Linked DNA regions of Oryctolagus cuniculus: region 2 is linked to region 1. Evidence: chromatin contacts called from public Micro-C data. All regions are on one chromosome and are shown on one strand. Each heading gives the region's core, a stretch centred on a gene start, on an enhancer-like site or on the middle of the called end of the contact. The rest is flanking DNA. Distances are from core to core; before and after follow the strand shown. Region 1 holds the start of TMEM200B (transmembrane protein 200B). Region 2 holds the start of EPB41 (erythrocyte membrane protein band 4.1).

The links. A called contact is a pair of places that touch in the nucleus more often than the background predicts.
Region 2: a Micro-C map of ear pinna shows a contact between it and region 1, with 2.7 times the contacts expected there. The contact joins the promoter of EPB41 here to the promoter of TMEM200B in region 1. A contact is called at or near these places in 4 of 6 Hi-C or Micro-C datasets (ear pinna, psoas muscle, skin fibroblasts and 1 more).

Annotation. Positions count from the first base shown.
Region 1 is chr7:142,598,796-142,603,202 of mOryCun1.1, forward strand. It overlaps TMEM200B (transmembrane protein 200B), which reads left to right and starts at 2,523. Exons shown (of 2, transcript XM_008265855.4): 1 at 2,523-2,757.
Region 2 is chr7:142,835,965-142,840,371 of mOryCun1.1, forward strand. It overlaps EPB41 (erythrocyte membrane protein band 4.1), which reads right to left and starts at 1,970. Exons shown (of 18, transcript XM_070078950.1): 1 at 1,806-1,970. LOC138850694 (a long non-coding RNA gene) reads left to right here and starts at 1,090. Exons shown (of 2, transcript XR_011390811.1): 1 at 1,090-1,226.

The DNA.
Region 1 (4,407 bases), core at 1,273-3,772:
TCCCCGCCCCTCTGGGCTTCAGACACTGGTGACGGGGAGCTCACTCTCCCTGGGACTGTGCCAGCAGCTCCGGGACGTCGGGGAAGGAGTGCACAGTCACTTGCCCAGGGCTTCCGTGCAGTGGGAAGAGGTGGCTTTGGGGCTCATGTCCAGGACCACTGAGGACAGGAGCCCCAGATGGGACCTGTGGCTGGGTCACCCTGAGCAAGTTGCTGCCCCTCTCTGGGCCTTCACTTCTGGGACACTGGGGCTGGGATTCCGGATCCGCTTCTCAGCGAATCCAACCCAGTCCTGCCGGTGAAGGACTCAGGACAGAGGCGGGGCCTGTGGGAAACGCTGTGACTCCCCTGAGGTCTCAAATCCAGCCCCGCCCAGCAGCCACCCCCTCCTCACCCCCCCCCCCAACCCAGCTCTGAAGGCTCAGCTGAGGTTGAGGCCTCTCTGGGCAGGAGTTGAAGGCAGGGCGTGCAGAGGCCACACTGGCATCCACTGTGCCTTCTGGGTGTCTCCTAGGACACCCCGAGACGAGAAGCGGGGCTTGAGCAGGAAATCCAGCCCGGGGTTCCTATCGTGGGGAAGAGAGAAGGTGAATTCTGTGGCCTGGGGCAGGGCTGTGCATGCAGCAGGTGGCAGCTGCTCCCTTCCCAGGGGCCGCGGGCACCTCAGGTCCCTTCCAGGCATCTGCAGGCATCTTCCAGGGTGTAGAATGGCCAGGGCGAGGAGGGGTGGCTGGGTCTGGGAGCTGGGAGCAGGCTCAGATCTGAAGAGAGTCGGAGCGGGCAAGGGGAGCACCAGTGAATGGGTTTCTGTCCCAGGACGGTGCCAACCCCCGGGGGCCACAGCACAGCGCGTCTGGGGACAGAAACAAGTTCAGCAGCCCACGAGGGTGGTTTGTAGAGGCCAGAAGGGATTGTCACTGTACTTGGACCACCCTGGGGAGCTACTGAGAGTTTTAGGCAGGGAGTAGCGGGTCAGATTCAGGGAAGAAACGCTCGGTGGCTCTCTGCGGGACAGGAAGAGATGACAGCTGGGGCAAGAGAGTGGCCACGGGGGGACCGGCTGATGCCAGATGCAAGGGGCAGGGTCCCCAAGATGTGGATTGGACGGAAGGGGGAGAGGAAGAAGCTGCAGGTGTCCCCGAAAATGGACGGTGGGGCCCCGCAGTGGGGAGGAGCAGGGACAGGGACTGACCAGGGTCCCACCAAGGCGTGGGGTCGCTGGCACTGAAGCTGGGATGCTGGCCCAATCCGAGGGGCCAGGAGGACCAGGGAGCCTAAGAGCAGGCAGGAGCAGGGGGCAGATGGAGCCCTAAGGACCGGGGGCCTGTTCTGGCGCTGGCCCCAAGGCGGGTATCCCCGGGGAGGAGCCGGGAAGGGCTCAGAGGTTGGGTGCGGGCGCTGAGCGAACCCAGAGGTGAAGGGGCAAGTCGTGAGGGAGGGGGTGGGCAGCGGATGGAGGCCGCCCGGATCCCGGGAGACAGGGGCGGGTGGCAGGAGACAGCAGCCCAGGGGCTTCCCCCGCGCAGGGGCGCGGGGTCTCTCCGCGACGCAGGCCTCAGGAGCTTCCAGTTCGACACGCGGAGACGCGAAGGGGACCCTGGCCTCGCTCTGGGACCCATAGGGATGAAGCCCGGGAAGCCGAGGCCCGGAGGTGGCCTGGCTCCTCCCGAGGGTTCCCGGATCCCGGGGGCGGGGAGAGGGCTCCCGGACTCCCTGACGCACCCAGTGTCCGCGCAGTCGAGGCCTGAACCGCGCGGCCCCGGCCCCGGCCCCGCCCAGGCCCTCGATGTCCTCGCGCCTCCCGCCCCAGCACAGCCGTGTCTCATTACCGCCCCTCCCCCGCCCGCCGCGCGAGCCGGGGGTCCCAGTGTCGGGGGAGGGGCGGGCTGTAATCAATCCCAGGCCGGAAATTCTCCCCGAGGGGCCCGGCCGGGCTGCGGGTGGGAGGGGGCCCGTGCCGCCCCCGCCCCCCGGGCCCGCCCCCCGCATCATGGAAACTGGGCAGCCGGCCCGACCCCAGCCGGCTCCCGCCACATTCCTGCCTCCGGGGGCGCGCGCGGGGAGCCACGCGCCCCCTGCAGGCCCCCCAGCGCCCTCCTCCTCCTCCCCTCGTCCGTGGCGAGCGCGTCTTCCTAGGGGAGACGCACCCACCCTGCTCCCTGCAGATTCAGGCCGGGGCCGGGCGCCCCCTCCCCGGGATTCCAAATCGCCGAGGACTCGCGGGCTGCGCCCGGCTTTGGGCTCAGCCCTTGGCGCCCCCTGTGCGGGGCAAGCCGCGCTGTGCCCGTCTTGCAGATGAAGGCAGTGAGGCTCGCAGCGGGGAGGCTGTGGGGCCGGCAGGGCCAGGCTCGGGCCGCCCCCCCCCCCCCGGGTGCCTGGACGGAGGCTCCGCAGGCGGGGCGGCAAGCGGTGTAGGGGCCCTGGGCTCAGGCCTCAGAGTCCCGGTTTGGGGAGGGGGCGCCTTCCCAGGGCTTTGAGAACGGCGAGAGATGAGGGTGAAGGGTCGTGGGGGTGGCGGGACTCGGGCCCCGTCCCCAGAATCTCCAGGCGCACGACCCGCGCTCACCTGCGACCCTCAGCTCTGAGCTGCCGCCTTTAGGTCGGGGCCCACCGGGGTCGCAGGGTCCCCGGGACTCCCAGGGGCGGGGCCTGGCTGAGTGGGGCGGGGCCGGGGGCGGGTCCCGTGGAGATAGAGGCGGCGCGCAGGACGGCGGCGCGCGGACTCGGACCCGGACCCGCCTGGGCGCGGCGGCGCCAGGTGAGCAAATCAGGGTGCATGGACTGCCCCCCCAACTTTCTTTAACTTTTTGCTCGGCCCCTCCAACGGGAAGGGACCCTGGGGGCGGGAGCCTGGTCCTCCCTTTGCCCCATCTTAGAGTGGGGTCGCGGACAGTGGCCGGCCCCGGGGGAACCGGGAAGTCGGCCCCGTGCAGAATCCCGCGGGGAGGGGCCACGGCTCCAAGCGCCCGCCTCCCTGGGCTCCCCGCGTCGGCGCACGCCCTGCCGAGGCTCGGGCTCTCTGGGCTTGGCCCCCTCGTTCTGTTCTGCACGTTTGCGCCCCCCTCCTGGCGGGGACGCCGCGGCTCGGGGTGACCTGTCTGGAACTGGGGCCGCAGTTCAGGGTGGAGGCGCGGTGGCCATTTCCCGGGTTCCGGGCTGGGAAGAGGAACCCCCTACTCAGGCACGGCGGGTAACGGGCCTCACTCTTCCCAGGACGGCCCGGTGGCTGCGCCGAGAGGTGCCGGTGCCCAGGGCCGGAACCCGGGGGTCCGCGGCGCTGTGACCCCAACGGGCAGCTCGGCCTCGAGGGCGACTTTCCATCCGTGAGAACCAGGCTCGGACGCGGTCGGCGCCGCGGCTCCGTCCAGGCTCTGGGCCTGCGGCGCGCCCCTGGGAGGCAGCAGGGGTGGAAGCCCTGCCTGGATCTTCGCGGGTGCGGATGGGGCCGGGAGGGTGGCAGGGCCTCCTCCCCAGCTCCTGAGCTGCGCCGCCCGACAGCCAGGTCCCGACCCTCCTCTCGCCCGTGGCCCCGGCGCCCGGGCGGGGGCCGCGTGTCTTCCCACGCCCTTCTTTCGTGGGGGCCACACCACGCGCTGCCCGGCTTCTTGGTCTCGGCCCGGATCCATAGCTCACCCCGCAGGCCGGGCGCGATCGGCAGCCAGGAGGGGCCAGGGCTGTGCGGCCCCGACCCCGGGCGGCCCGAGGCGCAGGGGCGGCGCTGCTGTCGCCGGGACGCGGGCCACTGAGGCCTCCGGCGGAGGAGGCCGGGCGGCGGGATGATTCATCCCGAGGAGCCCGACTCGGGAACGCGGCAACCTGGGAGCAGCAGCCCTGGCGGGGCCGCCGCGAGAGCCGCGAGTGGAGTCCAGCGAGGCTCTGCGCCCAGTCTCGGCCGCCGCCAGCCTCCTGCCGGGGCCCCAGCCCGGCCGCTGGGGGGAGGGGAGGCTCCTTCTGTGCGGAGTTGAAGAGGATCCCGGGCAGAGGCCGCCGCCGCCGCCGCCGCCGCCTCGCCTGCTGTCCCTGGCTGCTCTTGGTTGGAGCGGTCTTCCCGTTGTCTAGCTCGAGTCTCTCCTGCTGCAGCTTCAGCGCTGACCGAGACGGTCTGCAAGGAGGGAGCGGGCGGGGAGAGGCTGGAGTCTGGGCCACCCCCTCCTCCCACGCTGCGGTAAGTGCGACGCGGTAGGGGGGAGCTGGGACCCGCGGGCGACCCTGCGGCCCCGGGCAGCCGGAGCTCTCCTCCCTCCAGCACTCTGGGGTGGCCACGTGCGGGGGTGGGGTGAGCCCGCGCGGTACTTACCCCGGGACGCGGCTGCCGGGGCCCCGCGCTGCCCGAGGCCGCGGACTCGCGGGCTGCCCGCGCCGGGAGCCGGGAGCAGGGGATGCGCCAGGGAGCAGCCGGCGCGCCCCT
Region 2 (4,407 bases), core at 720-3,219, 240 kb after region 1:
GGGAGCTTCTCTTGGCACCCAGGGCCTACAGGAGAGAGGCCAGCCTGGTCTAGGTGGCACAGGGCTGAGCTGATCGGGAGACAGTGGGTGTGGAGCCGCCTGGCCTCGCCGAATGCCACCCACACACCCAGGCACTCCACCCACACCCAACAACGCTGCGAGCTGGCAGGCCCAGCCCGACTCTCCCGTCTACACAGGGGAAACCTCAGGGCTTCCCCACTCCATCTCTGCCTGGAGCACCCCCCTGGCTGCTCCCAGACCAGCCTCCCTTCGGGTTGCTGCATACTCAGGGCTCATTTGCTTCCGCTAATGGCTCTGAGGTCCAGGTTATGGACTAAGGGAGAAGCTGGGGCTCAGAAAGCTAAAGTGACTCAGGCAAGGTCACAGAGCAAGGAGGTGGCAGGGTGGGGATTCAGACCCAGTGCCGGGTCACGCAAAGCCTGGAGGACACTGGGATGTCCCCTCCCACCCCCACCCCCACCCCAGCCTCTGGCTCCCCTTCTTCCTGACCCTTCCAGTGCCTCTGCAAATGCCCCCTCCCCCTCCCTTGTTGGAAGTTAACAATTCCCACCTCACAACCGCTGTAACACCTTATCTCCAGGCACCAACAGCAGCAGGCACTACCACCCCAGGGCACAGGAGTTATTTCCGAAGTGTCAGCCTTGGTGGCAGGTTGTGACTCCAGTGTCTGTCACTTCTCTGCTGCCCCCACTCTGGCCTCTCCCAGCCCCCTGCCAAGTGCATCCTCCAGGGCTCCCCCCCCCCGGGGGGGGGTGTGCAGGTGTGGAGCCCGCTGGAGCCTGGGCTGGGGATCCAGCTCTGGGCCACAGCTCTCCCCCCACCGCGCCCTCCCTACCCCCTCCAGGAGCTAGAAGCCTGACCCTGCCATGACACAGGGCAGCTCCCACGGGGGCTCCCCGGCCAGGCTTTCTCCCAGTCTCTACTCCGGAGGCTTCAGGAACTGGAGGGGTCGCATTCAGCCGCTCCCTCCCGGGGAAACCGTGGGCGCTGGAATAACCTTGCCCAACCCTCCCAGGACAGTCCTCCCCGCACCTCTTCTGGGCCAGCTCGGGCTGGGGTCTGTCCGGGGGAGTCGCCCCCTCCAACTCGCCAGAGGGAAGGGGGTCAGGTCCGACCAAAGAGGCGGAGCCCGCCGGGAAGCGTAGGCGAGAGCGACACAACTCGTGCGGAAGGGCAGAGGACAGAGACCCGCAGAGACGGGAGAGGTGAGAGACGAGGGGAACCGAGCGAGGGCGGCGAGCAGGAACCTGAGCCTTCCCGGGAGGCCAGGCCTGGGCGCGAGCGTGCGGGGCCGGGCAGGCACCCGAGGGCCAGCCTGGCGGGCAGCCCGGCGCCCCCGCCGCGGGTCCCGGGCTCCGGAAACTCAAAGTCAATTACGTAAGGGCGGAGCGGGACGCGGGGCTCCAGGCCCGGGGCGCCCTCTGCCCTCTCGGGCCAGCGCTGCGGAGCTGGGCAGGGCGGGGTTGGGGGGCGTCCTCGAGCTGCGCCGCCCCGCGGGGACCCTCACGCTAGGACCCGGACCGGACCGGGACCGGCCGCAGCCTATCTCCGCACCCGAACTCCCGGACCTCCTCTCCTGACGCCGAGACCCCCGCCCCGCACCCTCAACTTCGAGACGCCCGTGTCCCTTGGGACCCCAAGTTTGCACCCTGGAACCCAGGGGCCCTTTGACCCTGTCTCGCTCCTCCCAAGACGGCTCAGGCCCTCGGGGGTGGGCTCCTCTGTCCCTCCCCCTCTCATTCCCAGGGGCCGGGGGTCGCCCCCCAAAGGTGGTCCAGGCTCACCTGGGCTGGACGGGGAGGGGACCTGGCCAGGCCGGGCCGGGCCGCGCGCTCGCTCCGCGCCGCTCTCGCCCTTTAAGAGCTTGCTGCCACTTTGCCCCGCCGGGGGCCTCCACCTGCACTGACAGGGCAACTCTGCCGCGACGCCCCGCCCCCGGGCCGGGAGGCCCTCTGATTGGCGTCGGCAGCTGCCAATCGGCACGGCGGCGGGCAGGCCCGGGCAAGGGAGTGGGAGTGTCGCAACCGGGAAGGGGCGGGGGCTGCAGGTGTGGGCCGGCCGGGACGCCTAGCCCCGGGCAGCCCCCGGTAGACCGAAGGGGTCTGAGCAGGAAAGGGAAGGGAGTTCCTGGATTGTCTGGAGTGGCCAGTCTGACGTCATATGGCGAAAGTATGATGCAATTTGCCACGTGGTGCTGCCCCAAGGGTGCTAGGTAGAAACAAGGGTTAGTCGTCGGGGATCTAGGGAAGGGACCCTGGCGAGACCACCACTCCCGGCCTGGGTGACCTTGAGCAGGTCAGTTCTCTGAATGTGTTTGCTCCACGGTAACTCAGTGTTTTCCTGAGAACCAACGATGTGTGTAAAATGCAGCACCAGTTAGCCACACAGTTAGGTGTTCGGTAAATACAGGTTCCTGTTCGGTAAAATGCAGGTTCCGGTTCTCCTGTGCTTGTCTCGCCGCCCGTCCCCGCGATTTCCCCTCGTGACGGTCCGTCTGATCAAGGCTGTAAGGGGCTTGCATGGCCGGTGGCCCAAGACCCTCCCTTCCATCTCCTTTCGGACCTGTGCTGGCTCCTGTGAGGCCCATGTCAGGAAGCCACCAGTCATCTCCTAGGGTGACCTCTCTCATTCCAAACCATCCTGAGAAGCCAGAAGTCTCTCTCAGGAAGGCCAAATCTGCTCCTAAGGGAGAAAACTTAATGCTCCCTCTTCCGTGTAGAGAACCGCAGAATGTTGGGGTCTTTATAGAATAGTCCATGCTGGGGAGCCACAGAGTCATCCCTTCTTCCGATGAGATGACCTGGGGAGGGAGGGGGCCAGGCCCCAGAGGGTGAGTGATTTCCTTTGAGTTTAGTGACCTTCCTATCAGATGTGCTAATCAGACTGCTGTCACTCACAGGATGCAAGCCACTGACCCACTCTGGTCTGGTTCCTACCTCTGCAGAGGCCTCATCCAAGCGTGTACAGCGGGGCCGGCATCATGGTGTAGCGGGTTACACCACTGTGCCTGCAATGCCGGCATCCCCTATGGGCACAGGTTCGGGTCCTGGCTGCTCCACTTATGATCCAACTGCCTACTGATGGCCTGGGAAAAGCAGTAGAGGATTGCCCAAGTGTTTGGGTCCCTGCCATCCATATGGGAAACGCAGAAGAAGCTGGCTCCTGGCTTCAGCCTGGCCCAGCCTTGGGAGCCAACCAGCACGTGGAAGATCTCTCTCTCTCTCTCTCTCTCTGTCTCTCCCTCTCTCTGTGCAACTCTTTCACATAAATATTTTTTTAAGAGTCGTACAGCAGTAAATGAAATAATCCATGTTAAGCACTAAGACCAGAGCCAATCCCAGGCGAGCACCCAGTAGGTGTTAGCAGTTACTATGATCATAGATGTTATAGGAGTGAAAAGTCACTCTTAATTCCCTGTAGGCTTTTCTGAGTCAGCTGTTGTTTTAGGCTTCGGAGCCCGGGTCCCCGCTTTCAAAGAGGAATGCGTCGTCCAGGAGAAGAGGATCAGACTGAGCCCCCAGATCTGGGACATGTCTTCTAACAGAAGGGACACACTTCAGGGGGCCACAGCAGCTCTGGCTTCCTTGACTAGAAATCTGGATACTTGAGAACCTGTCAGTCTCTGGGCATGTGACCTCATAGGGAAACCTGGCACGGGCGTGCACACACGCACACCCACACCCACACACACACACACACACGGGCTCCCAAGCAGATTCACACACCTTTCATTTAACTACATACTCACCTGCTCACCAGGCGGTATCGCCCAGAGGTTAAAAGCAAGGCAAACCACTTCCCCTCTGGGGTAAAATGGGATTAATAATAGGACTAACTTTATATAGACATAGTGTGATGATTCGATGCGAGTTTGTGAAAATATTTATGCAAATACTCTATAATGGGTCTAGTACTATTTTTTTAATTGCTCCCTGTGTATTCATGTACCCAAGAGAGAGCAGGCTGGAAACCCCTGCATTTGGCCTCTGCAAACAAGAACTCTGCTGCCCCCCCCCCCCCCCCCCCGCCCTCCGCGCAGTGACTCAATCAAAGGGCTGGAGAAAGGAAACCCCAGCCGTGGGTGGGCCGAACTCTTCTGAAGAGCTGCGCAGGCCCCGCCCCTGTTGGGCAGGCTCCGCTGGGCTGAGCTGCCTGCGGGTGACTCAGCAGGGCCGGAGGCTGCCCCAGCCTGATAAGCCTGTGTGTATGATGGGGAGGCCAGACAGGGCTCAGCCTTGCTGAGTTTGTGCGCGTGGAAATGTCTGATCTTGCGTGTTTCTCTCCGTGTGTTTGTGTGAGCTGATGGGGGTGTGCTCGGGATGTGATTCTCCCCGTGTCTCTCTGTGTCCTGTGCACAGGTTACCCCCAGGCCCCAAGCCTTGGGGA